Regions from separate parts of the Mus musculus genome. Here all the other regions are linked to region 1. A link is a contact called in public HiChIP or PLAC-seq and promoter capture Hi-C data. All regions are on one chromosome and are shown on one strand. The core of a region is the stretch at or near the end of the contact, and the rest is flanking DNA. Distances in the headings are between cores, read along the strand shown.

The links. Promoter capture Hi-C pulls out the DNA fragments that hold promoters and counts their contacts. HiChIP or PLAC-seq counts read pairs in DNA pulled down with a chosen protein or histone mark. Capture Hi-C pulls out chosen DNA fragments and counts their contacts.
Region 2: a contact with region 1 is called in a promoter capture Hi-C map of liver. The contact joins the promoter of Naaa here to the promoter of Ccng2 in region 1. A contact is called at or near these places in 2 of 39 promoter capture datasets (cranial neural crest and pre-B cells) and 2 of 9 other capture datasets (adipose tissue and liver).
Region 3: a promoter capture Hi-C map of pre-B cells shows a contact between it and region 1, with 3 times the contacts expected there. The contact joins the promoter of Sdad1 here to the promoter of Ccng2 in region 1. A contact is called at or near these places in 5 of 39 promoter capture datasets (the C10 cell line, hippocampal neurons, liver and 1 more), 1 of 115 datasets of contacts at active chromatin or transcription factors (astrocytes) and 1 of 9 other capture datasets (liver).
Region 4: a contact with region 1 is called in an H3K27ac HiChIP or PLAC-seq map of microglia, with 5 times the contacts expected there. The contact joins the promoter of Cxcl10 here to the promoter of Ccng2 in region 1. A contact is called at or near these places in 1 of 39 promoter capture datasets (the 3T3-L1 cell line) and 3 of 115 datasets of contacts at active chromatin or transcription factors (microglia, pancreatic cancer cells and thymic regulatory T cells).
Region 5: a contact with region 1 is called in a promoter capture Hi-C map of the 3T3-L1 cell line, with 5 times the contacts expected there. The contact joins the enhancer-like site here to the promoter of Ccng2 in region 1. A contact is called at or near these places in 5 of 39 promoter capture datasets (the 3T3-L1 cell line, cranial neural crest, hippocampal neurons and 2 more), 1 of 484 Hi-C or Micro-C datasets (muscle stem cells) and 5 of 115 datasets of contacts at active chromatin or transcription factors (bone marrow-derived macrophages, embryonic limb bud, microglia and 2 more).
Region 6: a contact with region 1 is called in an H3K27ac HiChIP or PLAC-seq map of microglia, with 7 times the contacts expected there. The contact joins the promoter of Stbd1 here to the promoter of Ccng2 in region 1. A contact is called at or near these places in 6 of 39 promoter capture datasets (cranial neural crest, frontonasal cranial neural crest, hippocampal neurons and 3 more), 1 of 484 Hi-C or Micro-C datasets (muscle stem cells), 3 of 115 datasets of contacts at active chromatin or transcription factors (the NIH/3T3 cell line, extraembryonic endoderm stem cells and microglia) and 1 of 9 other capture datasets (adipose tissue).

Annotation. Positions count from the first base shown.
Region 1 is chr5:93,265,246-93,270,285 of GRCm38.p6, forward strand. It overlaps Ccng2 (cyclin G2), which reads left to right and starts at 2,328. Exons shown (of 8, transcript NM_007635.4): 1 at 2,328-2,552; 2 at 3,377-3,514; 3 at 4,020-4,157. The coding sequence starts at 3,377.
Region 2 is chr5:92,275,532-92,280,571 of GRCm38.p6, forward strand. It overlaps Naaa (N-acylethanolamine acid amidase), which reads right to left and starts at 2,650. Exons shown (of 11, transcript NM_025972.4): 1 at 2,381-2,650; 2 at 1,388-1,552. The coding sequence starts at 2,601.
Region 3 is chr5:92,306,882-92,311,921 of GRCm38.p6, forward strand. Sdad1 (SDA1 domain containing 1) reads right to left here and starts at 3,143. Exons shown (of 22, transcript NM_172713.2): 1 at 2,911-3,143. The coding sequence starts at 3,000.
Region 4 is chr5:92,346,233-92,351,272 of GRCm38.p6, forward strand. Cxcl10 (chemokine (C-X-C motif) ligand 10) reads right to left here and starts at 2,657. Exons shown (of 4, transcript NM_021274.2): 1 at 2,522-2,657; 2 at 1,857-1,983; 3 at 1,573-1,662; 4 at 406-1,153. The coding sequence starts at 2,582. The coding sequence ends at 1,135. It also overlaps a transcript of Art3 not described here.
Region 5 is chr5:92,484,293-92,489,332 of GRCm38.p6, forward strand. Scarb2 (scavenger receptor class B, member 2) reads right to left here. Exons shown (of 12, transcript NM_007644.4): 2 at 905-1,062. Among named protein-coding and RNA genes, the nearest start is that of Scarb2, 19 kb to the right of the region's middle. Within about 2 kb of position 2,624, at least 90 of the 459 cell types and tissues checked have an H3K27ac peak or open chromatin away from gene starts, as enhancers often do. A contact at or near this core is called in microglia, muscle stem cells and thymic regulatory T cells, where this site is marked.
Region 6 is chr5:92,600,972-92,606,011 of GRCm38.p6, forward strand. Stbd1 (starch binding domain 1) reads left to right here and starts at 2,080. Exons shown (of 2, transcript NM_175096.3): 1 at 2,080-2,366; 2 at 3,911-5,040. The coding sequence starts at 2,138. The coding sequence ends at 4,698.

The sequences.
Region 1 (5,040 bases), core at 1,078-3,577:
GCTAGTATTTTAAAGGGCTGCTGTCTTTCCATATTAAAGTGTTAAATGGATGGAAGTGGAAAGTCAGCGAATTCACCAGTATAAAGCATCCCACTTTGCAGGACTATTCACATCGTGTAAAAATCAGCGTATGTTTTGTATAACTTCATACCCTCTAGAGGGCTAAGAAAAGGATGGTTTCTTCAAGCTTTCTTTTTTCTTTCTCTTCTCCCCCTTCTGACAAGGTCTCACTCTGTAGCCTAGGCTATCCTTGTACTCACCGCAATGCCCCTGCCTTAGCCTTCCAAGTGCAGGGTTTGCAGCCGTCACACTTGGCTGGCTCTCTTCCTTTCTGTCTCATACAGTATGTTATTTATAAAATCTCCTGCCACATTCTTTTACACTTCCTCTTTCACATCACTTATTTTATAGCCCTGGCTCCTTTTCTACCTTTGGCCATTGGAACACAAAGCTCTCCCCAGTCTTCTTGTTCGGCTCCTAAACTTCTCTCATCAGTTGTTTCTTTCTCACCACTGACCCTGTTAGCTGGGCTTTTCCCCTGTTGCAAGATATGTCTGAACTTTAATCATAGCTCCATTCTCTCATCGAGTCGCCAATTGCTGTGCGAGTTTACAAGCATGGACTTTCATCCAGATGTACGTCACTAACGTAATAATTTAAATAATGCTTAAAAGATCAACCACACCTCGAATAAAATTATATAACCTGTAAATCATTTAAGTGGTATGCTAATATTTTATGTTCTAAAACCAAGAAGGCCACACCCCTCTGAAACTGGAATGCTAGCTAGCCCTTTGGTGTTCTCTTCCTCTGCTGCTCTGTGCTCCAAACAGATGTCTGAGTCTCTTTCCAGCTAATACACAAAGCCATCTATTTGAGTAACTCTTCAGCTGTTAAAGCGGTACTAGGTGCCCTCTAGTAGTTTATAAGCTCCAAAGTGACTCACAGAAAACACACCCAAGAGTAAAAAATTCATTTCGGAGAGGCTAGCTGTTTAGAATTCATGAAGGCTCTAAGTTACCGATTTGCATGTTTGTTAGGAGGCAGAGATCTGAGGGAATAGAAAGTAAAACAAACAAACAAAACCAAAACAATCTAGGGAATTTTCCTGCCTCCCGACAGATACTCCACTCCGTGTGAAAGTTAGCCCTGCCTAAGGCATCTAGTTGGTTTGGTTTTTGCTCTGCCTTAGGAGAGGTGTCAGCTTAATAACAACGTTAATTATAATAGACAATAAATGATAATTTATGGGCGATCAAGAACCAAGAGGCTGTGGGAGCCTTCATTAAAACCAAAAGCAAACAGTACAACCATAACCTCTAGAAGCACACTTATTAGATATCTATATACCCTCATCAATCTGCAGTTTTTATTGAAAGGTCCCTCCTTTGAACTTTTTATTATGGAAAAAAAATTTCAAGGCACACAAATGCACTCACAATTCTGTAATGCAGTCTCTACTACCCACCGCCCAACTTCAACAAGTCAGCTGTGTAACCAACTAGTTGAATTTAGCTTTTTTTCTTTCCTGAGTCAGATCGATTAAAAAAAAATTATCTCGGTAAGCATCTTGGAATGTTAAGAGCTTGACTGTTTATTGCAAAATACACCGGTGGTACAACTAAGAAGTTCAGGACGCCCTTCTGCACTCCTGGAAACGCTGTTACAGAGTTATGTGACCTCGGATTTTCGGGGTGTGACCAGAGGCGACAGCCTCGGGCCTCGCCTAGACTGAGCTAGAGTTCCTAGGCAGCTGTGGACCCCGGCACGTAACCGAGCACCACAAATGCCACCCACCCAAGCATGCGCAATCCAGACCCCAGAGTTGCTAAGGCCCCGGAAGAAGATAAGAGAGTCGGGATATATTGAGAGCCAATCAGAGGACGCAACAGCCAGTCGGCCAGCCAATCCAGATTCGAGATTAAATCAAGTCCTCAGCAGTCGGCTTGCCCCACCCTTGTCCAATCAGGGAGCCCGCTACTTTGGGCGGACTTTTCAAAACAGCGAAAACAAAACAAATCGGGGGACCTTTAAAAGGTGTGAGGCGTCCAGAAACTGTCTCCTTCCGCTCTCCGATCGGCTCGCTCATCTTTGCTCCCTTCCGGTTCCATTCTGAAATGAGGCTGGAATCCAGATTCCACTCCCTACCATAGATCCTGGCTCCGCAAGGCCAAGAGGAACAGAAGGGGCCAAGAGAGGCTGGGAACTGAGGCTCGGAGCAGGGACTCTTTTTCTCAGATCCACTGGGCGAGCGAGCGAGGATCCCTCCGCGCGCAGTCACGCGCCCCGCCCCTTGGGGGCGTCGCAGACTCAAAACAAAAACAAGGGGTTTGCTCAGCTCCGGAGGCTGCGGCGGAGCCGGGAGGAGGTGGCGGTGCAGGGCGGGCGCTGAGCCCCGCTGAGGAGCAAGATGCAGCCGGGGCTGTGAGGCCGGGCGGCGGCGGGGAGGTCGGATGCGGGTCTCGGGGTGCCGCTGAGGAGGCTGGTCCCTGAGCTCGGAGACGGGTCCGGACGCCCCCGCCGCGCCGGTCCGTGACGCCGGGGCCGACACGGTGAGTGGGCCTCCCGGGTGGCTCTGGGTTTGGTGGCTCCGGGTCTGGATCGCGGTTTGCTTTGATGGTGGAGTCCCCCAGCCGCAGCTGAGGGACTGACAGGGGCTCCAGGGTGTTCTGAGGCTATACGGTGGGTTGACAGCCCCGGGGCTTCGCACCGTTACTGAGCCCAAGTATTAGGCTACTGCTCGCTGCGGGCGTACTGGACTCCCCACTGTCTCCCCAGCATCCCCCAAGCTACTGGGCCGCCCTGTCTCGAGTTGCGGGGCTCGTCAAAGCTGCAGAAGCTGCGGGGGTAGCTTGGAGGTGGGCTCCGCGACGGGCTCCCGGGGCGGGGCTCCGAAGCCGCCTCCTTCCAGTTCTTTGTTCAGTCTCGAGACTCCCCCTCCCTTCTCTCCTATTGTGCAACGCCCCGCCCCAGAACCCGCTTCGGTGGCTTCAGTCTTCCGGTCCCCCGCTTTCCTCTAGGGCCTAGAGTCTAGTTAGAAGTCCCTGCTGTGCTGTCCAGGTGATGCGGACAGTAGGGGACATTACGCTTCTTGGACACTTTTCCTGTACGTCAAACGCTGTCGGCCACAGAGCTGATCAGAACTAGCCCTGGCCAGCGGAGGTGACCGAGATACTGCCCCCCCATGCCACGCCTCCATGTCTTTAGGGGAGGATTCCCCTGAGGCTGGCGGACGTGACCGATCCCCCCCTCACCCGGTTCTGGCTTGCGTGATCTGGGGCGCCCCTAGCTGGAGGGATCGCGGCCAGCTCCTTCTGCTCTCACACCCTACGTATCCGGATTATATTCTTAACCGGCCGCGGTGTATTTGCTGCAGATGAAGGATTTGGGGGCCAAGCACTTGGCAGGTGGCGAAGGGGTTCAGCTTTTCGGATTGTTGAACTTCTACCTGGAACAAGAACAGAGATACCAACCTCGGGAAAAAGGGCTGATCTTGATGGAGGCTACCCCGGAGGTAAATTTGAGAATTGATAGGACTTGGGGGAAGGTGGGAAGGTAACTTTTTGGTTTTCCTCGTACCAAATCAGTACCAAAGGCTAAAAAGTTAAATCCAAAATTGGCCTCACCGTACTAAGAAAAAACGTGAAACGTGAAAGGGTTCTGCTTTTGTTTTTAGTGAATGTGGAAGTTATACCAAGTGTACTGTAGAGGCGTTTCTTCTGGTGGTGGGAAATTCCTAGAGAATATTTCTAATAGGATCTTAGATTGTGTCAGAAAAACCTCATCAAGGAACCCACATTCTGCTGTAACTACCTTGGGTGGGGCAACACTTCACGTTATATTGAGTTGGCTAAAGTTCTGTATTGGATAAATTTTAAAAGTAGTGATTTATCTGAACGTAGTGTGATAGCTTTAGGAGGTCATGTGTACAATGGGGAAAACTAAAGGGAGAGTAGGTTTTGAACCACCTCTATTCCATTCTAAGAAAATAAACTTTGATTCTTGGTTTTTAATTTCAGAATGATAACACTTTGTGTTCAAGACTGAGAAATGCCAAAGTGGAAGATTTAAGAAGTTTAACTAACTTCTTTGGATCTGGCACTGAAACTTTCGTTCTGGCTGTCAATATTTTGGATAGATTCTTGGCCCTTATGAAGGTATTTAATTGCTTTTTATAAAATCCATATTATATTTTATATCTTTATTTTTTGTTAATTTTTATTTTATCTTTTGATACACGGTTTCTCTGTGTAGCTCTGACTGTTGTGGAACTAGTTCTATAGACTCGGCTGGCCTCCAACCTCAGAGTTCTGCTCGCTTCTGCCTCCCACTCCCAAGTGCTAGGGTCAAAAGTGTGTGTTTCCACTTCTGACAAATCAACATGTTTCCAATGGCCAGTGCCCAACACAGTCTCTAACACATACAGGGCTCAATATTTGTCAAATGAAATGTAATAAAGCCTCCTGATTATAAACTTATATTAGTCAAATTGTGATCATTCATACTAGAGAGACTGGAAAACTGTATTTCTGCGTCTTCAATAAGGTTTTGCTGTGCCTCTTAAACATGTCCTCTAGTAAGACATTACAGAGGCAGGCCACTATACTTTAAGTACTCTGTGCGTGCTTCCAGGGGTTCAGGGAGTCAAGAAGAATTAACTAAAATTCACTTTGTGAAAAATACTGTAATATCTGTTACAGGCTCATTTATAAAAGTGCCCAAACTGAGTGAGAGGAAAGAAGCTAGACTTTTTATAAAAATAAAATACTGTGTGTGGTGTGTGTGTGTGTGTGAGAGAGAGAGAGAGTGAGAGAGAGAGATTTTCATTAGTTATCCTGTTTCCCTTGGAGCCTTCGTGGTTTTAACACTGAAGCAGGACAAAGAAGTATAAAATTATGCTAACGTTGATCTGCTCCCTTCTCTGTAAGGCCCTTCAAAGCAGGCAGCCACCGTCTTATTAATAGTCAGCAGCAACCGTTAAAAACATGGAAATTCTCTGGCCAATAGGATCGCTGTCAGCTGCTGGGTCACTTTTTAGGG
Region 2 (5,040 bases), core at 1,400-3,899, 990 kb before region 1:
AGCTCACACTGAATACGCCCTCTTAACTCAAGCTCTCTCTGCAGTCCTCCACTTTACTTTTTGCAGAGGTTCTCCTATTGAACTTGAAGCAGCAAGTTCCCACAATCCTCCTCTCTTCTCCCACCCCAGCGATTGGGTTACAGGCACATGCGGCATACCCAGCCAGGGTTCTGAATTCAGGTCCACTCTGGCCACAGCAGGCACTCTGATTATCTACATAGCCTTCTCCCCAGCTCTTGAGTAGCTTTTTCGAGGTCGTCTCACAAACCACTTAGACACCATTCTCAGTCAAACAGGGCTTGTTTATTGAGCACACACCCCAAGACTGATCTATCAGGGATGTGGTCTTAACTCAGGAGGAACTGAACTGCAACCACCAGCCAGAATCCTATATAGCTTTTAAGCCTGAAATCTACAAACATCTGTGTTAAGTTATTCCACCAATCAGGATTTAGGTGGGGAATTCCCATAGGAACACATCCTACATTTTATATCCAGTTCTCACTGGTTGGGGTGTTCAACAGTGGTGGAGGACTTGCCTTGCCTAACATGCATGTCTTAACCTATCTACCAGGATGTACACATCTCTTTCTGTCCAATAGAATGTCAATTATATTTTAAAAATCGTAGCATTTTCTACATCCAGCCAATTGGGGTGAATGATAGTAACTCTAGGAATCAACCAACCACATCTAGCCTTCCTACATATCCCTACATATTCCTTAGGAACTTAAGCTTTATTCTACCCCTACTCAAAATGCAAGTCTTATTCTAAATAGCATCTTATATTGGTGCAAGCATCTCTTTTATGTAGGGGTCCATCTCAGGAGCAGTTTATAAGGCAAGAAACCGTACATTTAAAAAAAGCTCATACACGGGTGGAGGAAGTGCTGCTGGGTGGTTGGTTCGGGTCCAAGCTTACGTCGGCTAACTATACAAAGCAGTTCTTTCTAATTGCCTTCTATTGTGATTGGTTTCCAAGAACACCAAGGCACAGAACATAACAGAATAAGCAACAAGCTCAGGCCTCGTTTCCTAATAACAAGCACTTGAGAAAGTTTCTTTATATCATTAGTAACAGTGCAAACTGGCTGGCCAGACCTTCGACAGTTCCTAGGCCTTAACAGTTTGGAAAGTAGGATGCCATCTAGATCCCTGACAAGATAAAAGTAAGCTTTGGGTAGAGCGGCTGCTTCCCTCTGGAAGTCCACCAGACACATGCTGCTCTGATTTCCCTGGGGAGTCAGAAACCTAAGGTGACATGTAAACTTCAGTCATTATCTCATCTTCACCAAGCGAACATATCTCCTCCATTCATTATGGGTGACAGGAGTCCCCAGTAGGTGGCAATTAGTTGACTTTAATCCACCTAGCACGGGGCACTTACGCGGAAGCCTCGTAGGCCAGGTTGACCAAGATACCGTCAGCCAGGCTGAGGTTGAGCGAGTCACAGATGCTGCGGATCTCGTCGGTGAAGGGCTGAGGCAGGAAGCTCTCCACCTTCGACACAATTTCTCCGACCATCCCGAGTACCCACTGGGGAACCCTGTCGCTAGAAATGAAAAAGTACGAAGTTTGTTTCTCGTCTCAGAGCATGGACAGTGCACGTATGCGTGGACGAGGCGGGAGGAATGTTGGGAATCTAGATTACTTTCAGAGCTGCTCCATTCCCAGCGTTCAAACCAGCGGGAATAAAGTGGGCATGATAGTGCAGGGCTGTAATCCCAGCTACTCAGGAGGCTGAGGCAGGAGGATTGTAAGGGCAGTTTATGTTTCACAGCGAGAATCTCTTTCTTTTTTTCTCACATCATAACATTTATATTCATTATTTGGGAATTTCATACAATGCAACCCGATCACACGTTCCTCTCGAGTCCACCCTCCCACCTTTGCCTTACCCCTCAAACAAACAAACAAACAAAACAACAACAAAAACAAACCACCAAATCCAATTTATGTTGTCCATATACTCATATATGTATAGTCAAACTCCCAGCGAGACTTTCGAAATGAAAAGTATAAGGGCTGAGATACACCCAATGGTAGTGCAATCACCACTACCTCCAGTGCCAACCTCCATGTAAGGCCAGCCAGGCTGGTCCACGATGCGGAGTTTCCTGGGCTGCATGCCCTACGCTGCAGCTTAGCATACTGGGTGACACCTTGCGCGTTACCCTGACCCGGAAAATGTGTGGTAAACGCGCGCGCCGCAGGAGGCTCCGAATTTGAGAGCCGAACTGGCCTTGCTGGGTCAGCCACCCGCTGGGCGCTGCGCAGAGCAGTGGGGAGGGCAGCGGTGCAGCGGTGAGAGGGTAGAGGTGCAGCAACGAGGGAAGAGCAGAGCCTGACTACAAGTTCACCAGACCAGTCCCGCGCTCACCCAATGACCTGCGCCACCGCGGTGCGCAAGAAGTCTGGGTCGTAGTGCCGCAGCATCGGCAGCCAGCGCTGCTCCGGGGCCGCGTCCAGACTGACGTTGAAGAGAGGCGGAGTCCCGGGGACGACAGCCGACAGCCAGGGACCGGACAGCGACAGTAGCAGCAACAGAGCCAGGGCCAGGTGTGCCCCATGGCACGCGGCCCTGGTGGCTAGGGTCCCCATAGCTCCGGCTTCTGAGGCCACCACCGGACCAATGAATCTTTGCTGTCCTGGGGAGGCGGAGTGGGAGGCCTGGGGCGGTGCTGGCACTGAAGGCGGGGCCTGCGCTCCACCCGGTCAGGAACCCAAGCACTGACACCGCCTCCTGCCCCAGCGGGATTAAGCCTGCTTCTCACTCACAGCTAGAGGCAGTATCACATCTCTGTGTAAAAGGCCGGGAGTGGTTGTACTTAATAACCTGGTGATTTGTGCTATACGTAGGGCCAGACCTCACCCGAACCCCCTAGACTATACTTCTATCCTAGACTTCCCAGACTCGTAAGCATTGTTTCTCAGTCAATAGAACCTATCCTTACGGAAGATGTCACATGCACTTTGTAGTTTGATGACTCTATGAAATATGTATGCCCAAGACCACACCCGATCCTGCCCAAGGTCCTTAAGATGCCGTAAGCTTTACTGTGCACATGAGATTGAGATAATTGTTACCAGGAAACGTCTTTTCCCTAAAATTGCGCTGTACTTAAACACCTAAAGTTCAGACTCTGTTTCAACCAGCGCCGGTGTACTGGATGGTTCTGTGTCAACACAAGCTAGAGCCGTCAGAGAGGCGCCTCGGTTGAGGACAATGCTTCCATGAGATCCAGCTGTAAGACATTTTCTCAATAAGCGATCGATGGGAGTGGGCCCATCCCTTTGTGGGTGGCGCCATCCCTGGCCTGATGATCCTGGGTTCTATAAGAAAGCAAGCCGAACAAGCCATGAGGATGGAGCTAGTGAGCAGGCCGAAGGACCCCAGGGCTAGTCCACCCCAGTGGCCTCTTGCTGGGATGGAGCTAAACTGCACATTCAGCTCACCCAAGTCAAGTGAGCAGCATGTTCAGTGAGAGAGCAACGCTGCCTCAGGAAAAAATCCCTGCCTGCAGTGGAAAGTAACAAAGACCCCCATGTCAGCCTCTAGCCTCCATGTGCACACACACACACGTGCACCGCCACACAACACACACACAAACATGCTAATGCTGAGTTACAGTCAGCAAAAGCACAAACTGATACTCTATGCCAAATTTTAAGATACTAAATAATACTGTGCTGAAGACACACACAGGAGCGTGCGCGCGCGCACACACACACACACACACACACACACACACACACACACACACATCTGAGATTAGCAGCACTTGAGGGAGGGGTCATGGTGAGTGCTTCAGTTCCACTTTTTGGTTCTCTTCTTATACTGAACTTCCTCTCTGTAGGCAGAACATAGCCCAGACTGACCCCACCCTCCTGCTCCTCCCGCTTGAGCCCTGGGTACTGGGATTACAGGCGTGAGCCAGAAAGCCAGCCTCTCATGCTTTCACTTATAAAACAAAAGCAACAAAAAAGCCAGGATATTAACATTGGATTGGTAAATGTTTCCTTGTGCTCTATATATTTGTATGTTAAAAAGTCGTGATTATAAAGTGTTTTTATTGGGCTGGAGAGATGGCTCAGTGGCTAAGAGCACTGACTGCTCTTCCAGAGGTCCTGAGTTCAAATCCCAGCAATCACATGGTGGCTCACAAACATCTGTAATGGAATCCAATGCCCTCTTCTGGAGTGTCTGCTACAGGGTACTCATATACATTAAATAAATAAATCTTTCAAATGTTTTTACCTTAAAAAAAAAAAAGGTGCAGTACCCCTGAAACAGGAAGCTGTATTTTTACTCCGAATTTCCTTCCCTAGTGATTCCTTTAAACTTCCACTCTTGCAGCCCTTCCTGGAATGGCAGTTCCCATTTTGCCTTTCTGTTTTACAACTTGGCCCAATTTCCTTTTAAGGCCCCTTTGATGCTGATTTAGGATTAGCAGGCCTGTTCCAACTGCCTCTGGCTGATGCGGAACTAGAGCTGTTCCTGATTCTGCAAAGGATGCTTTATATAAATGTATATAAATGCTTAACATACGAGTTACCAAAGTGTCCAAAGCAGGCAAAAAGAAGTCACTCAGATATATCCTTTCCACTCACATCCAGCAACCATTTCCACATGGCCGTTTTATTTATAGAAGAAACACCAAGACTGTATGTGCCTCAAGGGAAAACCACCGTTACTTAAAGATTGGCTTGTTTTCTTAACAGTACTCTGTTTGCATTCAAAGAACAATCTTTTTTTTTTTAAAGATTTATTTATTTATTATATGTAAGTACATTGTAGCTGTCTTCAGACAATCCAGAAGAGGGAGTCAGATCTCGTTACGGATGGTTGTGAGCCACCATGTGGTTGCTGGGATTTGAACTCTGGACCTTCGGAAGAGCAGTCGGGTGCTCTTACCCACTGAGCCATCTCACCAGCCCCTCAAAGAACAATCTTAAGACTTTATAGAAATAACATATGTAGAAGAGTACACACACACACACACACATATACTCTTGTACATTAAAAAATTAAAATTGAGA
Region 3 (5,040 bases), core at 1,893-4,392, 960 kb before region 1:
CCTCAGCCTTTTTTGAAGGTTATTGAAGGTTTATCGAAATATAGGAGTTAAAGGGCCAACACCGCAGGAGTGGGGAGGTCCCAAATTCTTCATGTTCCTAACCCCAATTCCTTCACTGCCACACCATGGACAAGTTATAGACTCACGGTCGCAGGTCTGCTTGAGATGAGCAGGACATACCACACTCTGCCCCTGATGTACATTTGTCACACGCCCAAAACCCCAGACACTCCCTCCTTCCTCTCATGCTAACCTCCATACCAGTACCCCAAAGTGGTTCTGTGGCTGACCCCAGGGCATCCAAGCTTGGATCCTCCACTGTGAGCACGGCCACATCAGTTCCTTGCCCGTGGCTGAGTTGGTTAGTATGCACCCTCTTTGTTCCTTACTGATACTGGTCACTTTCCAGAGGGAGTCCTTCCTCTTCACCGTGACTTGGCTTTGAGTCCCACCTCAATCACTGCCCAATCAGCAGGCCATGGGGGGCTATGACTTCCACCATCTTGGGAGAAACTCTGGACTCCGCTCCATTTCCCTTTCTACTTGTCAGAAAAAAAAAACCCCTAAAAACTGTCTTACATGGTACCCGGATAATCTAAACTCCTCAGCGGCTCCTAGAAACACCGGAAGTAAAACCTAACCGCTTACCACTATCGAAAAGGCTCTGACCTCACCGCATTTCCCACGCTACACTTAAGTGACAATGTTCCTGCTTCATTTATTTCCACGACAGCTTCTGTGAGTCCTGTTCTCCTGCCTGGAACGCTCTGACCTGCCTGGCCCAATACTACCACTGCAGGAAAGGCTTCCCTTCCCTCAACAGTCTGCAGTCTCTATTCTAACATCCTCACCTAGCCTTATCTTACACAGGTACCGTCCTCCTAAGAACGAGAGTCCAAAAGACGGCATGGCTCCATTATCTGCTTACTTGTCCCTGTATTCTCAATGTCTACAAATATACTGCAGTGTGTGTGTGTGTGTGTGTGTGTGTGTGTCTGCACTAAAGCAGATGGAGGAGGCGGCTATTACCTTTCTTGAATACTAAAATACAAAGGTTGTTATTGAACCTTCCTTGGTTTCACAGCAGGTCAGAAATAGAACCAGAGCTTTGGGTCAGCTGTAAAACTAACGGTCTCAAGCACCCACTGACAGGATTTGGACAGTACAAAAAAAGAACGGAGAAAAGGGGGTGTCTGCGATGAAAAAGAAAGCAGGGCCAGGCCAGTGAAGACAACTCCAGAATGTCAGGAAGGCTTCACTGCTATCTCTCAGACTGGAGGCTCGCAGGTGGAATACGTCAAGAACCGTATAAACCAAACCACACCTTCCAATCAATAAACAGACTATAAAGGATTGAATTGACAACTCTCAACATAAATACAAAGGCCGGTAACTATGTGAAAAAGTGTGCAACATGCAAATTAAAATAATCTGAGATTCTATCTCACCTCATCGGAATGGCTGTCAGCAGGCAAAAGACAGACAGCAAATGTGGGAAAACAGAAACTATATTCCCCTTCTCTCTCACGCTCCACACACATGCACACACACACCACTGGTGGGGATAGAGTGGGAGCACACACACACACACACACACACACACTCGCACACACACAGCTCATGGTGCGGATGTCCATGGTAGAACCACTATGGACAAACTAAAACTGGCCTTCTACGGCCTGGTTTATAATAAAAGGACTCTGATCAAACACCATAGACACACTTGCACATTTGTGTTTACTGGTGCACGAACCACGGCAGCAAGAAGCAGAGCCAGCCTTTAAGTCCATCAACAGAATGTGTAGTGAAAATGTGGTACATGCATTTAGTTTTTTCCAATCAAGAGCTGAAACCATGACAACAGGAGGAAAGATGTTAAGAAATTAAACCAGACTCAGAGAGGTAGCCTGTTTCCTCTCAGAAGCAAAAGTCAGATTTCAATTTAGTTTGTGACACAAGTTAGAAAGGGGAACCCAGTAAGAGCTTATGTTTAATGTGTATTGAGAGCTTGCCTACTTGTATGTGCGTGTATACATATGCCTAGTATCCAGAGGCCAGAAGTCGGGTGTCGCATCCCCTAACACTAGAGCAACAGATGGTTATGAGCTATCATGTAAGTGCTGGGCCTTGAACCCAGGTCCTCTGGAAGAACAGCCAGTGCTCTTAACCATTGAGTCAACTCCCCAGCTCTGGAAGAAGAGACCTTAAAGGGATGCAGGGAACTGAAATAAATGTGATGTGTATACAGAAGTGAAGTGGGGGCTGTCTGAGGAGAGAAGGGGACCAGTAAGGGGGGGGGGGAGACAGGGAGGATTGGGAAGGGCGGTGTGTAAGAAGACAAATAATAAAGGCAAAGGCGCGTCTTAATCTATCTACCAGGTTAAGAGTACAAAGTCACGGCCTTCATTTCGTGGTTCTTATGAATTCACACACTTGGAGTATGCCATGCCCCTCACAAACTGGACCTAACAGAGTTTTAGACCGCACATTTCCCTCAAAGCATTTTTTTCAAATCTAGCTCAGGGTGACTCCCAGGGAGTTTGAACTGTGGCTTAACTACATCTTCTACACTCTTGACTGTGGGGTGGCCCTGCCATCTGAGAACTCCTTGCTCTTCTTGGCAGAGCTTGGGGCACTCGGGAGAGGCCGTCTGTGGAAAGCATGTTTAACACACGACTCATCGTATGCTAGGGGCTAACTCGAGTTTTTGCTCTGAGGCGGCCAACGGACGTTACCGGCCCACGTCGGCGAGGCGGGCGGATAAACCCGGAGGCAGCAGGTTTTAGGGTGTGTTTCAGTGTTGGTGGGGTCTGCATGTCCCGTCCCCCGTATCTCCATCCCCCGTCCGTTTCCTCCCCAGGCCCCCGGAAGCACACCGGAGCATCCCGGGGAGCCGGATCCCGGTCCCACCTCCTCCACGTAGGCCGGCGGGTCCCGCTTGATCAGGTTCTGTAACTGCGGCAGGTTGCTGGGCAGCTTGTTGTTGTTCCTGCCGGACATGGTGGCTGTGGGTGGGCTCCCTGGCGAGCAGTGCTTGGAAAACGTCCGCCTCTGTCAGTCGCAGCCCGGGCCCCGCGGCAGCTTAGACTCGTGGGTCCCAGTGTAACCGGAAACGGCACGTGGGACACGCCGCTTGCCCGACCGAGCTACGGAACGCTCAGAGGATCAAACTTCACCACCCTGCTGCAACTCTTTGTAGGCGTCTGCACGCTATCGGTCCCTGCCGGTGGACAACCGCTACTGGTTGTCACCAAACTCTGGAGCAGGTTTCCTTATCTCAACATTCTTTTCCACTGAAAACAATTTTTATACAATATATTTGATCATGTTCTTTTTCCTCCGCCAATTCCTCCCAGTTCTCCCCATCTAGCTCAGCATTCTTATGGTGGCCCAAATAAATGAGGATTAATATGGGACTCAGGTATGACAGCATACAACTGTAATCCCTGTACTCAGGAAGCTGAGGCAGGAGCATTATATTTGTTTGGGGCAAGCCCGAGGCTTACTCTGTCTCAAGAAAAACGACAGAAATTAAGCAGGGGCCTGGGGACTGGTTCAGGTGTCCTATCTCATAGGAGACCCTAGGTTTCTTCTCCAGCTCTCCATAAACTGCGTGTGTTGGCTCATGCCTGCAACCCGCATACTCAGAGAAGAGGCGGCGGGAGGGTTGAGACTCCAAGGTCATCCTCAGTTACATAGGAATTTGAGAGAAACCTGAGATACATGAGATCCTGTATTATAAAATGAGGATTAGGGGCTGGAGATGGTTTAGCAGCTAAGATCTGGTACTGCTGTAGGGACTCAGGCTCAGTTTGCAACACACGGTGGCTCTCAACCATCTATAGTTAACTCCAGCTCCTGAGAAATGTGTGCCCTCAGCAGGTGCCTGTGCTCACAGCACACATACCCACACAGAGTTGCACACACATCACTAAAACAAAAACCTTGTCAGAAATGAGAATCATTTTCTTTTAGGCTGTACTAAAGGTAGAAGAAAAAAATCCATGAGGAGTATGCTTAGAGAATATGTTTTAGAGAATGGCAAAGAGCAGGGGTGGAGGTTAGATTGTTTTTTTGTTGGTGTTGGTTTGTTTGTTTGGTTTTGTTTTTTGAGACAGGTTTCTCTGTGTAGCCTTGGCGGTCCTGGAACTCACTCTGTAGACCAGGCTGGCCTTGAACTCAGAGATCCATCTGACTCTGCCTCAGGAGTGTTGGGTCTTAAAGGTGTGTGCCACCACCGCACCCAGGCAACTCTCTTAATTCTAACCACAGAGGGGAAAACAGCTGTTGGATGGTAACTAGGTTTTTGTTTTGTTTTGTTTTTGTTTTGTTTTGTTTTTTTCGAGACAGGGTTTCTCTATGTAGCCCTGGCTGTCCTGGAACTCACTCTGTAGACCAGGCTGACTTTGAACTCAGAAATCTGCCTGCCTCTGCCTCCCTACTGCCGGGATTAAAGGTATGCGCCACCACTGCCCGGTAGATGGTAACTAGTCTTACACTAATAGATGAATCAAGGTGTTATTATTCTGTGTAACCTAAGCAGTTTCCTAGATCAACTTCATCCAAGGTTACCTGACACCATGTTAGAGCCCAAATCAAAAGAAATTTATAATCATATCTGGATAAGTCCTGAGGACAGTTAGATCAAGAGTGCTCGTGAGGGCGTTAGTGTTCTATGAGGGGATTTTTCCTTCCAGAGGCCGTCAATGTTTGTGGAATGTAGATGGCTAACTTCTAAAGTTTTTCCCAATTCTTTAATCATAAGATTAAAGCAACATTTTAATTTTTTGAAAATTTCCTAAAATATGTTTTTGATCATATTACTCTTCCCCTAACTCCCCCAGACCCACTCTCTCTCCTCTCTCTCTTCCTCCCCCTCCCTTTCCTTTCCCCTCCCCTTTCCTCTCCCCCTCCCTCTCCTTTTCTGTCTTCATCAAGTCCAGTTTGTGCCGTTTGTATATTTTTGGATGTGCAGCCGTCCGCAGAACATGGTCATCTTCATAGGCACTACATTGCTGAAGAAAACTGACTCCCTTGTCA
Region 4 (5,040 bases), core at 1,407-3,906, 920 kb before region 1:
CTGGTTTGCTTCCCCTGGCTCATGCTCAACTAGTTTTCTTATGTAACCCAGGACCACCTGGTCAGGGTGGCACTGCCCTGAGTGGGCTGAGGAGCAGTCAAGGCGATCAGCCACACATGGCCACAGGCCAGTCTGCTCACCCACACAAGCCCACCTTCTTCCCAGGGACTCTCAGCTGTGTGGAGTTGACAGTGAAAACTCATCAGGACAGGGTCCACTGAGACTCAGGCCTTTTCCCTTTTTGCCTCACCAGTCACAGGAAGCCTACACGATCAGCCTCGAAGGAGGCTAAACCAAGAAGTAGTGTGGTAGTTCTCCTGACTTGTTTGTCTCCTACCCACCCCAACTTCTTGTTCAGGCCATTGAGTCTCTAAATCTCTGAAAGAATTCTCAGTCACATGACCATTTCATGTCAGTTATTATTACTTTATTACATTTTGGGTCTCTTACTACTTTCAATACAGTACATTGTCTTTTGAATGTTACATAATACAAAAGGTATTGGACGGTTTTAAAAATAAACTTTAACTACCCATTGATACATACTTGATGACACAAGTTCTTCCATATACAATGCAAAGCATACAAAAAATACATTAGGAATTCTACTTTGTACAGTCGTTCATTAAATAGTATTTACACATACATTTTCAGGTTCCTCTGAGTATCTTGATAACCCCTTGGGAAGATGGTGGTTAAGTTCGTCCTTACAAACTTAAATTTGTAGTCTTACATCTGAAATAAAAGAGCTCAGGTAAACTTAGAACTGACGAGCCTGAGCTAGGGAGGACAAGGAGGGTGTGGGGAGCAGCCTGGGCATGGCACATGGTGAAGGGCGTCGCACCTCCACATAGCTTACAGTACAGAGCTAGGACAGCCATCCCAGCCACTTGAGCGAGGACTCAGACCAGCCCTTAAAGAATTCTTGCTTCGGCAGTTACTTTTGTCTCAGGACCATGGCTTGACCATCATCCTGCAGGAGGAGTAGCAGCTGATGTGACCACGGCTGGTCACCTTTCAGAAGACCAAGGGCAATTAGGACTAGCCATCCACTGGGTAAAGGGGAGTGATGGAGAGAGGCTCTCTGCTGTCCATCCATCGCAGCACCGGGGTGTGTGCGTGGCTTCACTCCAGTTAAGGAGCCCTTTTAGACCTGTAGGAAGAGGAAACTGTATTGAGCGGAATAGACTCTGCTTTCACTTTGGGAACCCAAAGACCCTGGGGCAAAAGGCCTGGTGCATTTTCCTCTGCTACACAATCTCCATGGGTCACGGGTGGGTGGGGGTTGAGGGGACAGAATGGGTTTGTGTGTTTTTTGTTTTTTTTTTTTTTAAGTGAGGAAGTGGGGGGGGGGTGGGCATTTGGCAGCTTTACCCGTGACAGGTATAATAACTGCTCCACTTCTAGACACTAGGAATGTATGACCTAAGAAGGCACCTCAGTGTCTGTGTAAATGGAGAGACAAAGGCACATGCCGGTGCCATGAGTTTAGGGCAGATGCCCCACAGCAAAGCCCAGGGCAGGCGCTGCTCCCCAGACCACCATTTCCTGAAAAAGCAACATCAAACCTACCTTTTTTGGCTAAACGCTTTCATTAAATTCTTGATGGTCTTAGATTCCGGATTCAGACATCTCTGCTCATCATTCTTTTTCATCGTGGCACTATAGAAATAAGAGTGAGATACTCAGATTAACGTCAGGCCAACAGAGCTGATGGCCCTGCAGGTCCATGTCAGAGTTCAGGCACTGTGCCTTAGTTAGAGTCACAGACCCGTCCCTATCTTTCCTGGTTTCCCTCACTTATTTACTGTGTGGTTACGGGAGGGACGTTTATCGGCAGGTGGGCTTGTACTCACATGATCTCAACACGTGGGCAGGATAGGCTCGCAGGGATGATTTCAAGCTTCCCTATGGCCCTCATTCTCACTGGCCCGTCATCGATATGGATGCAGTTGCAGCGGACCGTCCTTGCGAGAGGGATCCCTGCAGGAAGAGAGGGGGAGAGCCAGGAAGGTCAGCACACGGTTTCATTTTAGGCACTTAAAATGGATGAGGTAGTGTTTAGCAGACCCTGTCTGATCTGTGGAGAGACGCATCCCATCGTATCATAGGGCTGAGTGTTTGAATATCTTGGTCATGGTAAAGAGAGATCTGCAACTTGTCAGTTACGAAATCCTGCATTTATGCACTGCTCACAGTATTGGTTAGGCTCAGGCAAGGAGGCATCCGTGCCTTACCCCATCCCACTCTTTCGCCCTTTCTCCTGACTCTCTCTTCCCTCCTTCTTCCTCCTCCCTCCTCCTTTTCTCCCTTTCTTCCCTTCTTCGTTCCTTTGCTTTTATTCTATTTTTCTCTGACTTCAACCAGCCTATGATAAACTCTGCAAGCTGAAGGGATTTCTTCCTGCTTCCCTCTTCTTTATAGGTACACACATTAAAGCTTAAATACATGCTGTGTTTAGAACTGAGCTTAATCGTCTGACTTCTGACTTCGTTAATTAAATGGCCTTGGTGTCCCTTACCTTGAGTCCCACTCAGACCCAGCAGGATGAGGCAGAAAATGACGGCAGCACTTGGGTTCATGGTGCTGATGGGGAGGCTTCCGGAAGGTTGGCTCGGGATGTCTCTCAGCGGTGGATGAAGCGCTTCTCGAGTGCCGGCTGCTGAGGAGTATTTATCTGCAAAGAGTTTCCCTCCCTGAGTCCTGATTGGCTGACTTTGGAGATGACTCAGCAAGGCTCCGCAACCCGAGGGAAGTCCCCTGTAAACCGAGGGCATTGCTTGTGTTTATTGTGACCCATGAACTTGGAATTTCCCTCTCCCCTCTTGTGCTCCTTTTAATTTTTAACGAGTGAGGTAAGTTTCACTTTCCAAAGCGTGAGCTGTTTGAGAAATCAGATGCAGTGCCTTGCAGAATAAGTCTGGAAATGGCTTTAATTCTCATCTTCCTTCTCTCATAAATAAAACACAGAACTGATATCTAAGTCAGGTTCTAACCATGGTTTTTACATTTGTTGTGTTTACACTGTTTATTTTTGCTTTTTACTTCATATGCTTTATTATAAAATACTTGGAATAAACTTTAAAAAAAAATCACACGCCAAATTTAGCCAGATCCAAAGTCTATACAACTTAGTGAACAGTTAGAGCAGGCATTCAGAACAGAAGCCGGAAGTGTCACACTAATGTTTACAAGTTACAAGAGGAATTGCAAAGCTAATTGTTGCCCCGTGCTGATTCTCTCAGGGATGCTTTGATTGTCTTCTTTGTGAGTGTGTGGTTACAGGGTCAAGGATGAAAGTGAGTGTGGATGTCACTCTGCACAGCACCCAAGGCAGCAGATACCTGGGACCTGGAAGAGTAGGTGAGGTTACATAGATCTCGCATAGAGGTGACAGTGATGAAGGGGATGGAGGTGACTCATCCTGGGAATGGGACAGGAGCCTGGAGTGTACCGGTTCAAAACTTGACAACAGAGGCCAAGAGTGAAACCTGTACCCACCAACGGGAACTGGGAAACAGGAGCTGTCACCAGAACAGGAAGGGAGTTGCTGCTTGGGAAAGATAGAAATTTCTAGAGAGCAAAATCCACATTGATGTAGTCCAAGGACTAGAACAGAGCTAAGCTTTCAAGGGAGCAAATCACGGGACAGCCGTGGAATCTGGAAGGACAGACAGAAGGGAATGGGGGCAGAGACAAGCCAAGAGACTTTCGTTTTGCAACCTTCTGCTGGGAGAAGGCTACTGTGAGAGGACGCCATGAGCAGTCTCTCCCAACCTGCTTCTGCAGAATAGACGCTGCGCTGTAGGAACCTCAGAATTTTAGAGTGGAAAGAGGTGCTGAGCAGTTTTACATTAAACAATAAAGAAAGATACATGGTGACAGTTTTATTTTATTTTGTTATTGTACAAGTTCTCAGTCAAGATGTGAAGGAAAAACAGATTTGAGGATGTTAAGAAAAAACAGTTAGCAAGTGGATATATAGTCCCTTACTGAGGAGAAAAGAGTTTAGTAACTATTGCGTAGTGTTAAGCATCTGTTAGTCAAGAGTTTTCCCTCATTCAACCCTCTAGGAATCCAGAAACTCCATCTCTGTAGCCCACGCTCTCAAACACTTGGTTATGCAGTGGCTCCAAAGAGCAGATCCTTGGTTCAGGCTCCAGACTTGCCTGTGTCTGCTTGGCTGAAGTTATCTTTGATGTTTCTTTGGTGTTTCTGGAACTAAACACCTAGAAGGGGTTTAAATTGGACTTGTTTTACACAGAATTTCATGCTAAAATGAAAGTTACTGTAGTATACATACATTGTATCCAGTAAATAGTCACTCGTACTTGAAAGCAGCCCTTTGACTAGAACAGGCCATTTTGCACTGAATTATAGCAGATTATGGCAAGTATGGTATACATGTCATGGAATTTTTGTGGCTAGGAGAAAAATGAACATTTCTTCAAACATATTCAGATCTGTAAAAAAATATCAAAATTTATGACTATAAAGTTAATGTCAAATGACTGAAATAAAAGAATCTATATGGAATTTCCTAAGAGTCCGCTCCCTATGGTCAGAAGTGCTTTGAAGACCCTTGAGGAAAAGTAAGCCGTAAGAGTAATTCCAGTACTTGGGAGGCAGAGGCAGGTAGACCTCCGAATTCCCGGACAGCTTGGTCTATGTAGTGAGTTTCAGGATAGCTAGGGTTACGTAGAGAAGCCCTCTCTCTCTCTCCCTCTCTCTCTCTCTCTCTCTCTCTCTCTCTCTCCCCCTCTCCCCTCTCCCCTCTCCCTCTCTCTCTCTCTCTCTCTCTCTCTCTCTCTCTCTCTCTCTCACACACACACACACACACACACTCAAGAGTGAAGTGTGCTTACGGACTGCACGTGATAGCACACACCTTTAGTCCTAGTACTTGGGAGGTGGAGACAGCTAGATCTCTTTGAGTTCAAGACTGGACTGGTCTACATAGTGAGTTCCAGGACAGCCAGGGCTATGTAGAGAGCCCATCTCAAAGACAAACGAAACAGAAGAGTGAGGTGTGCTTAAACA
Region 5 (5,040 bases), core at 1,374-3,873, 780 kb before region 1:
AGTGAAAGAAGAGAACTGACTCCTGCAAGTAGATCTCTGACCTCTGACACATATGCCATGGTGCATGTGCGTGGTGGGGGTGGGAGGGTGAGCGCGCACACAGACACACACAAATAAATGTAATAAAAAAAAATGATCAATACCACTCTTCAATCTTCTCAGCCTTTGAAACCGGCAGTCACTGTCACAAACCCAGTCACCAACCTGCTATTTCTTATACACAGTGAGTGGGGCTTAGAAATGGACAAACTGAGTGTGGTAGACTATGTTTGAAATCCTAGCACTTGGAAGGCTGAGGCAGGAGGATAGCCACAAGTTCAAGTTCAAGGCCAATTTAGGCTACAGAATAAATTTCAAGCCGGTAAAACCCTGTCTCAGTTCAGTTAGTAATAAGCACGTAAGGAGCCCTGGGTTCACACCTAACATTAAATCAAGGCTGCAATCCAAGTTTAGAAGGAGAGTCAAGAAGTTCAAGTCACCCTTCAATACAAAGAGAATTCAAAGCCATCCTGAGCTATAAGAAAGCCAATCTCATTAGAAAAAAAAAAAGAATGAATGGGAATCAGAAAACATCTCAGATCAACAGTGAATTCTAGAAACTGGTTTAAAACTGTATGTGTGGAAGGGAATTGGAGGGAGCCCTAAAAGTCGCCAAAGTCTGAGGGGGACCTTAAAAGGCCAGAGGTGGAGAGCAGCTGTGGAGGACAGGAAGGGGCAGCCTTCTTGAGCACGCAGGCAGGGACGAAGCCCCGCCCACAGAGCTCTGTTGCGGAAACTCCCCAGACAAGAGCAAAGCCGCAGGCAGAACAGAACCAAAGCAGTAAGCCCCCAGGTCTGTCCTGGCACAGCTGCGCTGGCACAACCCAGGGATCCCAGGACAGTTCAACAGTGAAGAGGGACTCACCTGTAGGTGTATGGCCCCACTTCTTCTAGTAGGGGGATTTCTCCTTGGAGGATCTCCTCAGGATTGGTGACATTGAAGAAATAAAACTGGATGTACACAGGTAGAGGGGGCTTCTCCCAGGAATTAAAGACCTTGGTGCCATTTTGTAATACCATATTCTGAGGAAGGAAAACAAACAAACAGGTTTACAAAATGGTAAGGCCACTGCTTCTGAACATGGGCTAGAAAGAACATGGGATAGACATTTCCTATCCTGTAACTGGAGTTTGGAAGCAGAAGCCCAGATTCCAGAAACCACAAGAAGCTTGTGGTGGCAACATGTCCCGATCCATGAACTAAAGAGAAGGGCAACTGTGAAAAGCAGAGAAAGATATAGTCAATGTGTTGGGAAGCGGAACATCTAAAGGAGTCTTAGGACTCTGAGCTCATCACTGGGGTCTTGACAGATCTTTAGAAATGTGGGGTTTAGGTTGGTTTTAACGCACTCTGAATGAAGTCCAGGCTGGTTTGAAGCTCCCTATGTAGTTCTGGCTGGTCCTTTGAGGCAGTCCTCTATCTCAACCACTGAGTGATTACAGGCATCCACCGTTATTCCCGGTAAACTTTAAGTTTAAATAGAGGAAGAACGGGAGTGGCTCTGCCCATCTTTGTTGCAGATCTGACCCTGCCAAGTACTTCAATCTGTTGGTAAGTTAATTGCAGAATCAACCTGGTTCCTACCAAACTCTGAGCCGTAGCCACTCTGTCACACAACCTGGTTCTCATCTTCGAGTAGGTGAGCCTTGCAGGGGTTGAGCTAGGAAGGGCAGAGAGACACTCCTCGGGGATGATCATGTCTGTCCTGTGCAGAGTCAGCAAGAATCTGACCTGAAGACATGCAGGCGCAAAGGGAGGGCAGGGTGGCCAGGCTCTCGCCCTGCTTTTACCCATCTCAGGGGCCCACATCAGGAGTCCACCCTCCACAGCAAAAGCACATGCCAGGTGCCTGTCAAAGTCTGCCCTCCTTGCTTGCTTATTTTAATTCTTTCTTGGGCAATCACTTGCAATCTCTTGAGAACATGGTTGTATCTGACATTAACAGGTCTCACTGTCATTAAGCCTAAGAATCAGACAGACAAGTTAACACCAGCTTTGTTTGGTTTGGTCTTCCATTTGACACCCAGTAACTCCACCATCAGGAGCTGTACATGCATCCATAGTCAACCCCTGACATGTCTATAGAGATGGCTGCCTCTGGCTCAAACACAAACTGAGTTTCATGACTACTGTAGACAATTTCTATTTCCCACAATCCTTCCTCTACTTCCTACTTATGTCATGGGCTAATATCCCCATATCTCAAATTCATATTTTTTAAGTCCTAATTCCAAATCTTCAGTATGTGAGCATATTTGAAGACTGGATTTTTTTTTTTTTTAGAGAGGTGACTGAGGTTAGATGAGGTAATGAACTCGGGAACCAATATGACTAGTTTCCTTATAAGAACAAAAACATAGGAATAAAATGCTCCCAGAAACCATAGGTTATTAAATGAAAATCCAGTGTCAGAATTGGGCTACCTCCCTATGAGTTGTTGTTCGGGGAGACCTCTGAGGCTTCCAGAACAATACAGACAACTGCTACTGCTCTTGGTTGCCTAACAGAACTAAGTGAGAACATATGCTTCAGTCACAGGATGGAGAAATCACCGTGGAATAGGGCCAGAGGCTCCCTCACTGCTAGCTAGAGCCAATAGCCCAGAGTGAAGAAGAATTACCCAACAGTCTTACTCAGATGTGACCCCTGAGTGTCACTGACTGGCCAAGCAAAATTTCACCTACTGGCGCAATAGTGGCAAGCTTGTTAGGGGAATAACCAACCACTTTCTGATTAGATTTGAAGCCTGCTCCACAAGACAGAATTCATATTTGGCATTGTAAACCTGCCAAAACTCCTAGCCTGGAAGGCATAGGCCCTGGTGCCAAAACTCCCGGTGTCTTTTAAGCTAGCAGACATGTGTCCAGCTGCCTTCTAAATAATTATGTCTATGCCCAGGAAATGATGTTGCGGTCAGCTTTAGTCAGAGAAGCGGCTGCTTAGAGTGGACAGAGCTACCTGCAGAGACTTACTACTTGTCAAAGTAAGGTGAACAAGTGACTTGGCTAGCTCAGGCATAAATGGCGTATCTGTGTCACCTCCTCTAAGGCACGGAGGTCCAGCCGTCGTTTCTATCTAATAACTTGCTAAGTCAGTGGGTTGAGATGTGACTGATGGAATAGAAATGCAGAAACAAATCACATGACTCCTTGGCTCCTCCAGCTTCTGAGGTCCTGCTCTAGCGTCTGCTTGGCAAGGCTCATCCTCTCCAGGCAGGAACTCTCTGTCCATGTTAGAAGTAGGTATTTAAAAGCTTTGTGACTCTTTTTCTCACCCATTAGGTATTGGGAATTGAATTTAGGGCCCTGTGGGAAACTAGGTAAGCACTCAACCACTGAGCTACATCTCCAGCTCTGAATAAAAGTTTTAATTATTATTATTGTTATTTTGAAACACTGAGTTACACAGGTTAGCCTTGAGTCAGCCCAGACTGGCTTTAGTTTCACAAATCCTGGGATTACAGGCCTGGCTAAGATCTGGCTTTATCTTATTTCCTGACCTCAAGCCTAAACTAGCTGAGGGCAGAGGGGCAGTAAGCTGAAGAAAGCAGACTAGGTATACACTTGAATTACAAGAACGTCTCTTCCTATACATCTCTCGTATACGGTTTTTGACAGTCTATCAGAAACTATTCATCCAATGCCTAGAAACTGTACCAGGAACTTAAGCTACTTTAAACCAGTGTTGGAATTATGAGAGTGGAGAACCTGGAAATAATAATTACTTCATCTTCCAGAGATCGCTTTTTCTGGTCCAAAACTTTCTAGAAAAAGGCAGGGCAATAACTGTTTCTTCTCCACAAACGCCCCGAGGAAACCTGTACTGGAAGAAACCTGTACTTTCCATTGGACAGCACAGAGGTATCACTTAAGAATGGAGTGGTCATTACAAAGTGAGTTCCAGGACAGCCAGGGCTACACACAGAAACCCTGTCTCGAAAAAAACAAAACAAAACAAAGAATGGAGTGGTCAGCACAGGAAACACCTAATAACGGAAGTCATTAGGGATGAAATCAGCAAACTAAACCGGAAAATTCAGCTCTTCAGCATGTAACCAGCTGAGTTGGCTGTTGACTTCTCGAAACAGTGTAGCATTTACCTTGCCTAGCACGTGGAAGGCTCTAAACTCAATTCCTGGAAGTTGGAGGGTTGGAGGAGTTGGGAGTGGGCAACACAAATCTGGCTTGGGTCTGGAGAGGCTACTTGAAAGCATTACTGTAAATGGAGAAGGGACTGTTGCCAAGGGCAAAAGCTAATAGGGATGTTTTGTTTGCAGGAGTCTCAAGGGTTAGGCTTAAGTTTCATTCCCTGGGAGGAGTGGTCAAGGCTAGAGAACAGTGTCAGGAGAAGTGGGGGTGCCTAGGAGTGGCCGTATCAGCCAGTGAGCAGAGGGCCTCACCTGGAGGCCAGCTATGGTCCAGCATGGGGGAGGGAAGTTCTGTACAGAGAAGAAAGGACTTGGGATCTCACTTATATGTTAAAAAGATCATCTACAAAATTACAACCCCCCCCCCCCAGAACCTCCTGCAAGGGAGAGCTGAACAGCTGGGTAAGCAGCTGGGTTTATACCACTTGGTTTCAGCCAGCTCTGGCAACCCAAGGTATAAAAAATACAAAGTGGGGGGACTTTCCAGAAAGAAAGAAGGCAGAACTCCTTCCAGAAAGGGTGGAAGCCAGATTTCTCGGGCATCTCTAAACTTGTCTTTCTGAGGTTTAGGATAAAAATAAGCCTTTAGAAACCCCGTCTCCTTAAACAGAGCAAATGAAAACACTCCTGGCTAGCACTGAAACAGTCCTTGACAGCTTGCCTGCGTCACCGTTGGTAGCGGACTCTGGCACACCCTGGTGTTCTCCCTGTGGTCAGCCTGACCCATGGCACCTCTCTGCCCTGACTACTTAGAACCGACGCCATCTGAATACACTGTTCTGTTCTCTTTCATAGTCTCAAAACCTCCCCCAGTTTCTATAAAGTTCTTGTATGTTTGTTCTGTGTCATATAG
Region 6 (5,040 bases), core at 830-3,329, 660 kb before region 1:
TCTCTGTCATCTACATTTTTCTGACTATCTATGTAACTTCTTTGCTTGGATCTTAAATTCTTTAAAATTTTAAATTAATCTTAAGTATACTTTGATCATATTCTTTCCTCCCTTTCAGCTCATCCCAGAACCTCCCTGTCTTCTTACCCACCCAACTTCATGTCTCCCCCTTCTCAAAAACAAAACAAAACAAAAAAACAACAACAAAACAAACAAACAAACAAACAAACAAAAACCAAAATGAATATAGAAACACAAACTTAAAAAAAGAAAATTAATAAGACCAAAAAAAAAAAACCCCCAAATCAAACAAAACAAAAAGTATACACACACACACAAATCCCCAAATGAAACCTGGAGCTTGTGTGTGTCAACCATCTACTCCTAGAATGTGGCTGATATACCCAGTGAGACTCCATTGGAGAAAATGGATTTTCCCCTTCCAGCAGGCAGCAATTGCAAGTGGCTTCTTGGTCAGGGGTGGGACTTGGTGCTCACTCCCCCCACTGCCTTCAGTGCTGGGATTCTCTCTGGTTTGGGCTTCTGCAGGTGTTTTTCAAGTCGTTACAATCTCTGTGAGTGCGTAAGTGTTTCGAGTCCCGTTGTATCTGCCAGACACTGTCTCGGTGGAGTTATCCACTACCCCTGGCTTCCTTCTTCCACCATCCACCTCCTCTTCCACTTAGATCCCTGAGCCTTTAGGGGATAATTTAAAAAAGTCATCCCATTTAGGACTGAAAGCTCCAAAGTCTCTCTCTCCACACGGTCCAGTTGTGGGTCTCTGTGCTAGTTCCCCTCTACTGCAGGAAGCAGCTTCTCTGAGGAGGGCTGAGTGATGCTCTGATCTACAGGTATAGCAACAGTCTATTTGAAAGTTAAATAATTTAATAATAAAACAGGAGTCAGTATTGCTCTGTTCTCCACCTCTCTACCAGTTGCAGCCTATGCCAAGAGAGGAGCAACCCACCAGGAAGTCTCTCTCAGGAGATGTGTGATCTCTTGTGATCTCAGTGATCCAGCGAGGTGCACTGTTGAGTGATTGATCCTCCCAGAGGGAGCCATGTTAGCAATAATTGCAAGGCATATACTTTCCAGCTGTGGCCTCAGCAACAGGATGTATGTGTTTAAAGGAAAGACTCCAGGTAAAACACCCGGCTCTTTACCCTGAGTAGTGTGCACATCAGCACAGCAGTGTGGTCCTTCCTTCACAGGATTTCTGTTGTGTGAGGACCAATTTAAGTTCATACACAAAACACTTTGACTATATGATGCTTTGATAAAGGGTTGCTGCTTTATTAATATTTACTTGTAGGGGCTCCGTGTCTGGGCAACATCCAGTTCAGCTGGGTGGGTGGGTGTGCAGCAACACGCGTGGCGAGAGAGAGAGAGAGAGAGAGAGAGAGAGAGAGAGAGAGAGAGAGAGAGAGGAAGAGAGAGAGAGAGAGGAAGAGAGAGAGAGAGAGAGAGAGGAAGAGAGAGAGAGAGAGAGAGAGGAAGAGAGAGAGAGAGAGAGGAAGAGAGAGAGAGAGAGAGAGAGAGAGCGCCAGAGCCTGTAACTCCCCACTGGAAACGGGAGAGAATTTCGAGTTTGAGGCAGCCTGGGGTACGGAAAGACTTCTAGGCTAGTCTAGAACCTTTTTTTAAAAAAAAGAGTGTAGGAGGTCCCAGAGGTAAAGGCGAACAAGATTGGCGGAGGTGGTGGGCCTTTATGTAGAGATTTGAGAAAGCTGGGGATGGATTGGAGCTTCCCCTAAGCCCCTGCGCCCTCCCCACGATCCTTACTCTCTCCACCCCTAATTGTGCTAACCGTCCAGTGAGAGCCTTCTCCGGCCTCAGAGCTCCGGGCGCCCATCTCCTGGCTCGGAGCTGTGCGTAACCGGGCTCTTCTGGCGTGGGATAAAGTGGAGCGGGACCAGGTGTGGAAGGGCCGGCAGCGGTGATGGGAGTGGGCGAGAGCCGGGTTGCGGGGCGGGGCGAGCGGGGCGGGAGGCGGGGCCAGGAAAATTCGCGGCGGCCGTGGAAGGCTGGGCTGGCGGCCAAGAACCTTAAAAGGATGGGGCGGGCGGGGTGGGTGTGGCCGTTCGGGTGAGCGGAGCCCTGCACTGGGGCTCGTAGTCTCCCTCAGCCTCTCTCAGCCATGGGCGCCGTCTGGTCAGCCCTGCTGGTCGGCGGGGGTCTAGCTGGAGCGCTCATCCTGTGGCTGCTGCGGGGAGACTCTGGGGCCCCGGGGAAAGACGGGGTTGCGGAGCCGCCGCAGAAGGGCGCACCTCCTGGGGAGGCTGCGGCCCCGGGAGACGGTCCGGGTGGTGGTGGCAGTGGCGGCCTGAGCCCTGAACCTTCCGATCGGGAGCTGGTCTCCAAAGCAGGTATTCTTCCTCCCCTCGAGCTAGTTGTTTTGAAGTTCTCCGGGGAAGGGGAAACGAAAGGCACTTGGAGCCATGCGGGTGGGTTCTGGTGGACCACCTTCCCCGACCTCGGACTGAACCTTCTTCAGCCCTCATCGCGTTCTGGGGTTGTCCTGTCCTGGAGAGGCCACGCGGGTCCTCCAGAGGCCGCGCCCAGCTTCTGCCGCCTCAGCGGGCACAGGCTCCTCCGCCTGGCCGCACTTGGAGCAGTGTACGAGGATGGCTTGGGGGGGGGGGGGCATCTCACAACTCTTCAGTTCCTGCTGAAGCTGAGAGGGACATCTTCTGAGTCCCAGTCGCTGACATACCACACCCCTCCTTAGATCTGGGGCTTATGAACACTCACTTCCTACTATCTGGGCAGCTTTTTCAGGAAAGTAAAATTCAGCTTAGACTTAGGTCATGAAGGCCACTGTAGCTGAGGCTTTGTGCTGGCGTGTGAACAAGTGGTGGCCTACTAGGGAATCGAACTCTGATGAGAATTGTCACCTAAGTTTAAATCTACATTTTAGAGACCCTGCATCAGGCAATCAGTGTGCACTGGCACAAACCCTTACCTCCTGTGCCCTTTGCCCAGCTGCCTGGCAGAACTTATTTTTAGTGGTGGTCATTTGTAGCTACTACGTGAAAATCTTTCCCACGGCTGGGTTTTGATAAAAGGTTCTTCAGAAAATTAGGACTCCAGAGTAATATTTGCTGACATCTCACTTTGAAGGTCATCATTAAAAAGAGGCAAACATGTAGCGCAGAGTTCTCCTAACCCCTGCTGATTTATGGTTTTAGGGCGGTCAGGCTTCTAGGAGAGGTCGCCAGGAATGAAGCCAGGGTTTTAGAGAACTTGGATAGTATACTTTTAAGAATAGTTTTTATAACTGTATGTACTTATTAAGGAGGGTGGGTGGGATGGGAAAATCTTGTGCTTGTTGAAGACATTACTTTTCCCTCAAGCCCTCCCCACCCCCACCACACCCCCCCCCCCCAGCTCCACTCAGTCTTGTTCTCGGTTTTCTTCACACTGACTGCTATGCTTTCCAGTTAGCTGGAGCTGGCCCGTCTTGTATTCACTGCCAGGGAGTTCAGGTGTACTCTCAGGTGCAGGGTAGCCATGTAATCCTTTGTTCTATAGAAGCCACCAGCATGTGAGGCTGGGCCTTGTGCTAAGCTCCTGCCCCAACCCTTGGACAGCATTTTTTTTTCTTCTTTTCTTTAAATGACAGGAGCCAAGTGACTTAACTTTGGATACCTGCCAACATGGTCTGGACTGTGGGAGACTTTGCAACTTGCCACTTCATTCTCTCTCATGGTGTGTGCTGAGACTCCCCAAGTGTGCTTTTGATCGTTGGCTCTACATGTGTGCTCTTAGAGCAGTGTTGGGAATGTTCAAATAGGTACTTGCTTTTTTTAAAACAGAGCCTTGAACTGTACATAGAAATAAAGACAAGAGCAAAAGTTTTCTGCGTCTTCCTTTGTGAACCACCTAATGTTACTGCCCTTTCCTTTCTTAGAGCATCTTCGAGAAAGCAACGGACATTTGATTTCTGAGAGCAAAGATCTTGGTAACCTGCCGGAAGCACAGCGGCTGCAGAATGTTGGAGCAGACTGGGTCAATGCCAGAGAGTTTGTTCCTGTTGGGAAGATTCCAGACACACACTCCAGGGCCGACTCTGAAGCGGCAAGAAATCAAAGCCCAGGATCTCATGGAGGAGAATGGAGACTCCCCAAAGGACAAGAAACAGCTGTCAAAGTAGCTGGCAGTGTGGCCGCAAAGCTGCCCTCCAGCAGCCTGCTTGTGGACAGAGCTAAAGCAGTCAGTCAGGACCAGGCAGGCCACGAGGACTGGGAAGTGGTGTCTAGGCACTCATCTTGGGGGAGTGTTGGTTTGGGTGGCAGTCTTGAGGCTTCTAGGTTAAGTCTAAATCAGAGAATGGACGACAGCACAAACAGTCTTGTGGGAGGAAGAGGCTGGGAAGTAGATGGGAAAGTGGCATCTCTGAAACCTCAACAGGTCAGCATCCAGTTCCAGGTGCACTACACCACAAACACCGATGTGCAGTTCATTGCAGTGACTGGAGACCATGAGAGCCTTGGGAGATGGAACACATACATCCCACTCCACTACTGCAAAGACGGGCTCTGGTCTCATTCTGTCTTCCTGCCTGCAGACACAGTGGTGGAGTGGAAGTTCGTGTTGGTAGAGAATAAGGAAGTTACTCGTTGGGAAGAATGCAGCAATAGATTCCTGCAGACTGGCCATGAGGATAAAGTGGTTCATGGGTGGTGGGGGATTCACTGACTCAGTTTTCAGAGCATCCAAGAGGCTGCAGCAGAATGTGGACAAGGCTAAGGCTTTAGAGCGCACTGCATAGCTTAAAGTAAAGGCGGTGTGATTCCAATTGTAGCCATCAGGGCTCTTTCAGATTTGCTAGTGTGGCTTTTGTCCAAAATGTAGGAAGATGTATGCCTGCAGATAATGCTTCCTGTAAGCTGGCACTTGTCCCTTATTGTATTGACTGGTTTGTGCTGACACATCAGGACTTGAGGAATTGATCATCCTGGGTAGTTGCATCTTGGGTAGTACACCTGAGGTATGGACTACATATGGGCAAGGAGCAACTAAGCAACTGCACGGGTACAA